Regions from separate parts of the Hordeum vulgare genome. Here region 2 is linked to region 1. The links are chromatin contacts, called in public Hi-C maps. All regions are on one chromosome and are shown on one strand. The core of a region is the stretch at or near the end of the contact, and the rest is flanking DNA. Distances in the headings are between cores, read along the strand shown.

Region 1 (3,005 bases), core at 252-2,751:
GGCACGCCTAGATTGCCGGCACTAACCCCTGGCGTAAGTCGTCAACCTCCTTGTGAAGGTCGGTGACTTTGGTGTAGATATCCGTTTGCCACTCATTGAAGGCGAGGACAAAGTCACATATCTCTTGCTTGAGCTCCTCCTTGAGGCCTTGTACTCCCGTGTCCCACGATGCCTGGTTCCTGGTCTCCTCCTTCTCCTCATATTCCTACAAGGCTTCGATGAATTTGGTGAATTTCTCTTCCATGGCGTCGATGCGTTCGCTCGTCTTCGAACACGTTTGGTGGTGTCGGTCCAGCGTGTGCAACGATGGTAGTGTGGCTTGGCTATGAATACCAACCGATATGATCACACTAGTCTCCCCATTGATTTATCCATTAATCAATAGCAATATTGTGTGGAATTACATGATTGAGGATGAAGAAGAGAGAATGGAAAATGGGATGGGGGAGTAGCCGAGGGAACAACCAGACGCCAATCTCATCGACGCCCTAATAATATGTTGATCCCAACTGTACCTAGACGCTGGACTTGTCGTTCACGTCACCCACTCATCACCATGTGCCTTGGGATTGGGTCTCACGTTCCTCCTGGCCTTCTTTGTAGACGGTTGTCACGTGGGGTCCTTAACAGTTATTTATGGAAGAAAATTTACGCAATAATCAATTTTTGCCTTATCAGGTCATGTGACAACATATTTATCATATACTCCATTTATCTTATCATATAGTCAACAAAACAACCAATCTATTTATTGGTCTTAACTAGCATTTGCATGGATCGACACCTTCTCCTTTTACCCGGCAACCGCCTCAACATTTTTCCTTTCCGACCATCGTCGCTTCTACCCTATCTCTCCGCCCGCGTGCCGCAGTTGTCATTACGTTGACTCCCAAGCCTTTGCATTATATAGTTAAATGGACTTTACGACACCGCCCACAAAATTATCCATCGCCAGGCGCCACCAACAACGCTCTCTTACCCTATCATAAGCATTGCTTGACTCAGCTCCGTCGATATGGTCGCCGCCCAAAATAGAAGTAGAGAGTCAAGAAGACGCGTGTCCATGAATAAGAGATTCCTCACTAATAAGAGATTCAAAATAAATCTGATTCACTCAAGATCGCGTGGGAGAGCTGGCGCAAATACTATTGAGGAAAAACAATCGCACTGCCACGTTATTATCGAGAGAGAAACCCATCCAAGCAACACAGTTACTAGTGAGGCCACGGATGAAACGGAAACGGGTCCACTAGCAGCTCCGGCAGGCAAGCAAAGGAGCCGCTGCGGCGGTCGGGCCAGAGGAGCAAGACGCCGTGGAGGCGGGGAGACGGAACGGGACCCCACCCCCCCGGGACCTGACGGCCCTCCGCGGCTCCGCTCGGCGCAAGAAAGTAAGCGAGGGCGCCGGAAGGCAACAAAAAACAGGCACCGCACCGCCCGTTTGACTGCGCGCTGCATCAGCGTCAGCGCCTCGCGTTTCTCCCCACCCTTTTCCGTGCGTCCACACCCGGGGGCCGGGGAGTCCTCCCCCCACATCGCTCCCCTCGTATCGTCGTCTTGCCATTTTGACCCTCCCGTTCCCATCTCCCCGTGCATAAAGCTTTCTTTAATCGCCAGCTCTCTCTCTTGCTCGCTCGCTCCGGCCTCGCCTCTCCACTCCTCCCTTATTCTAATCCTCCCCTCGCCGTGGAGGGTTAGGGTTTTGAGGGGCCTAATCTCGTGGTAGTAGAAAGAGGGTGGCCGAGGCGAGGCGGGGCGACTCTCTCTCTCTCTCTCCACCGCTTCCAGAGGCGCAGCCGAGGATTCGGGTCGTGAGGTGTGCAGATCCAGGCCTAGGTCCTTTTTGGGACCGAGGATAGAGACGGTGAAAAGGCGACGCCAGGTCTACTACACTCGTGTCGTGTCTGCTCCTCCCGGGGGACGTGGGAGGATGAGCTTCGGGGGGCTCTTCGACGGCGGCGGCGGCGGCGGCGGCATGCAGTTCCCTTACGCCGGCGCCTTCTCCTCCTCGCCCGCGCTCTCCCTCGGGCTGGTAAGCCTTCGGCGCTCGTCACGGCCGGAACGCTCGTTCGCTTCGCTTCGCTTTGCTTTGGCGTGGTGGATGATTGGTGGAGTTTTTTGTTGTTGCTGTTGTTGTTTTCAGGACAACGCCGGCGGGCGAGACGGCGGCATCGGCGGGCGGATGTTTCCCGACGGCGCGATGGCCAGGGACGCGGAGGCGCAGAACGACAGCCGGTCGGGGAGCGACCACCTGGACGCCATCTCCGGCGTCGGCGACGACGACGACGACGCCGAGCCCAGCGGCAGCAACCCCCGCAAGCGCAAGAAGCGCTACCACCGCCACACGCCGCAGCAGATCCAGGAGCTCGAAGCGTAAGAGCCACCGCCCAAAGCTATTTGCATCCACCTTCTCTCTCTTCCTTTTTCCTCCTGTCCTCTCATGCATGGGTTCGTCGTCCTCTCCGCCTCGTGTAGGCTTTTCAAGGAGTGCCCCCACCCGGACGAGAAGCAGCGCGGCGAGCTCAGCAAGAGGCTCTCCCTCGATGCGCGGCAGGTCAAGTTCTGGTTTCAGAACCGCCGCACTCAGATGAAGGTAAGTAGATTTATCATCCGCGATCCATTTCTCATTCGCCCGTTCGTGGTCTCATGCTTTATCCTGACGCGTCTTTTTCCGTGCCCAGACGCAGCTGGAGCGGCACGAGAACGCGCTGCTGAAGCAGGAGAATGAGAAGCTGCGCACGGAGAACCTGACCATCAGGGAGGCCATGCGCACCCCAATGTGCGGCGGCTGCGGCAGCCCGGCCATGCTAGGGGAGGTCTCCCTGGAGGAGCAGCACCTGCGCATCGAGAATGCAAGGCTCAAGGATGAGCTCAACCGTGTCTGCACCCTTGCCACCAAGTTCCTCGGCAAACCCGTGTCTCTTCTGTCGCCACTCCAGTTGCAGCCACACCTGTCGATGCCCTTGCCAAACTCCTCACTGGAGCTAGCAGTCGGGGGAATCGGT
Region 2 (3,005 bases), core at 284-2,783, 690 kb before region 1:
ATCTTTGATCAACTGGCTAGCCAACTAGAGGCTTGCTAGGGACGGTGTTTTGTCTATGTATCCACACATGTAAATGAGTCTTCTTTCAATACAATTATAGCATGGATAATAAACGATTATCTTGATATAGGAATTATAATAATAACTATATTTATTATTGCCTCTAGGGCATAATTCCAACACGCAGGATGGTGAAGGAGAGGGTGGTCGCAACCATGGCCGGGAGAGACCCACCTCGATGCGGGGGGTCAGCTCTTCTGCACGCCAAGGTAGCTCGGCTTGGTGCCGCTGGAGCAGCCAAGAGAGCAAGAGAAATAAACAAATGTAGTTGTCAGTCACACTCAGACCAGAGCAGAACAAGAAATTCAGTTAACTGTTGACTGCATTCCCTCCCATCTTCAGAGGGAGCTCAGATTCTTATTTTTGTACCTGAAGTGGAAGATGGCGGCGAGCGTGGCGAGCTCGCTGCTCCTGAGCACCAGGTCCCTGAATTCCTTCCCGGGATTGGAAGGAGACATGGCTGGCCAGCGGGCAGAGATGCGGCGGCGGTGGCCAGCGTGCAGAGATGCGGCGGCGGCGGCCAGCGGGCAGAGATGCGACGGCGGCGGCCAGCGGGCAGAGATGCGCCTCCGTCAGCACCGCGGGAGCCCTCGGCGCGTGTTGCACCAGCCGAGCCGGCGCCGGCACCGGGGCGCGCTCCAGCCTCCTCACCTCGGTCGTGACCGCCTTCTTGGTCGCCACCTTCGCCCTGGCCGCCTTCTCCGCCTCGTTGCCCGTCTTGCTCGCCGGCTTCCTCGCGGCCGGCAGCTGCAGCTGCTGCCAGAACTTGTTGATGAAGTCGTCCGCCCTCTCGTCCACGCACGCGGCCTCCGACGGCCCCACGTCCGGCCGCCTCGCCTCCGTCAGCACCACGAGAGCCCTCGGCGCGTGCTGCACCAGCCGAGCCGGCGCCGGCACCGGGGCGCACTCCAGCCTCCTCACCTCGGCCGTGAGCCCGTGACCACCGAAACCTTATCTTAATAGAAGGATCTCGGATGGAATACTCCAAAACACGAGGTTCTTTTTGTAAGAACGAAATGTTTTCCTGGTTAGTCACTTAAAGAGGGACTGCGGGTTAATTATTTGAAAAGACAAGTATTTTTTTTTGCAAAATATCCACGACGTACGGCAGAAGCAGTAGCTGCCTTATTATTAGGGAAGATTAGGGGAGATATAGATTCCGTTCAACAATTTGAATTGTAGATCATATATAGATATTTGTCACAAAAATATTAATAACTTTTTACGAATCGGGAATAGACGACATCCGGCAGATTGCTCTAAAGCCGTACTTGGGTCTAGTACGCCATAGCCAACGGTTAGTTATATTATTTTCTTTGCTCTTACCACTATCATAGCTCAGTAGTTACACTTCCTGTCCAAAAAAATTTGCTACTTGTTTATACTTGAGCTCGGCGAATGTTTCCATCACGTGCTAGAGCCACCGGCGATGAGCAGTAAAGACAAATAACAAAAGCTTACGATGGTGTGCAGTGAGCAAATCACATGAGCATCGAGATCCAGTGGCCTCACGAGCTGAACATTCTTGAGAACAACACGGAATTACAGAGCGATGCGTGGTGAAATCCTTGATGTTTACGGGTGACGTTCACCCGTAATCACTACCTAATCCACGCACAGTCGAGGAAATCAAACGCGCTATTCACAGCCGTGTGATGCCCCCGCCTCGCCGCTACCTAACGGGCAGGGCTACCAGCTCAGTGACCACACCGACGAAGCCAGAGTGAAGTGGGCACTGAGAAGCGAGCAGAGGACGACACCACCGGGCTCCGAGCAGAGCGAGGAAGGAGCAATGGGGGTCCGCTCGGCGGCCACCAAGCTGCACATCCCGCCCACCCACTCCGGCGCCCGGCGCTCCTTCTTCCTGCCGCTCGCCGCCGTCGCCCTCCTCTGCTCCGCCTCCTACCTCCTCGGCGCCTGGCACCACGGCGGCGGCTTCTCCCCTTCCTCTCCCTCCCGCTCCGTCACCATCGCCACCGACATCTCCTGCACCACCACCCTCACCCCCTCCACCACCACCACCACCACCACCACCACCACTCCGTCCCTCGACTTCTCCGCGCACCACGCGGCGGCGGTCGACGCCGTGGCGGCCAGGGCCGCGTCCTCGGCATCCTCGGCGCCGCGGAGGTACCCGGCGTGCCCGGCCGAGTACTCGGAGTACACGCCGTGCGAGGACGTGAAGCGGTCGCTGCGGTACCCGCGGGACCGGCTGGTGTACCGGGAGCGGCACTGCCCCTCGGGGCGCGAGCGGCTGCGGTGCCTGGTGCCGGCGCCGGCCGGGTACCGCAACCCGTTCCCGTGGCCGGCCAGCCGGGACGTCGCGTGGTTCGCCAACGTGCCGCACAAGGAGCTCACCGTGGAGAAGGCGGTGCAGAACTGGATCCGCGTCGACGGGGACAAGCTCCGGTTCCCCGGCGGCGGGACCATGTTCCCGCACGGCGCCGACGCCTACATCGACGACATCGGGAAGCTCATCCCGCTCCACGACGGCTCCATCCGCACCGCGCTCGACACCGGCTGCGGGGTAAGTTACCAAGCTTCTTAATTAACTAGGTTTAGAATGGATTGCTTGCTCGAAACCGATTCTTGTGGTAGTATTAGAAATGGAAACACGAACATCTCTTGCTCAGCCGAGGACAAACAGGTCCGTCAGTTACTCAGATAGTAGTAGTACTAGAGAGAAGAAACTGCAGAATGTTGAACAAAGTGCAGTACATAGCACATTGTTCAAATTTTCACCTAAACCTGTGAATTATGCAACTATGAACTACATCTAGTACGAGTAAAGATAACAAATTTGGTTGAAACAGCACGAGTGGACTGTAAAATTCGCTTCTCCTGGACTAGTCAGTTCTCAGCTGTCATCCATCAAAGAAAACTTGACTTGTCGCTTTTCAACTGGTGCCACAAAATTATTGACAAAAAAATGGCCATCTTTTTTC

The links. A called contact is a pair of places that touch in the nucleus more often than the background predicts.
Region 2: a contact with region 1 is called in a Hi-C map of leaf, with 2.3 times the contacts expected there. The contact joins the promoter of LOC123403521 here to the promoter of LOC123401250 in region 1. A contact is called at or near these places in 2 of 6 Hi-C or Micro-C datasets (leaf and seedling).

Annotation. Positions count from the first base shown.
Region 1 is chr6H:435,244,918-435,247,922 of MorexV3_pseudomolecules_assembly, reverse strand. LOC123401250 (homeobox-leucine zipper protein ROC5-like) reads left to right here and starts at 1,501. Exons shown (of 9, transcript XM_045094999.1): 1 at 1,501-2,032; 2 at 2,144-2,373; 3 at 2,476-2,593; 4 at 2,682-3,005. The coding sequence starts at 1,931.
Region 2 is chr6H:435,934,066-435,937,070 of MorexV3_pseudomolecules_assembly, reverse strand. It overlaps LOC123403521 (probable methyltransferase PMT15), which reads left to right and starts at 1,533. Exons shown (of 6, transcript XM_045097453.1): 1 at 1,533-2,587. The coding sequence starts at 1,853.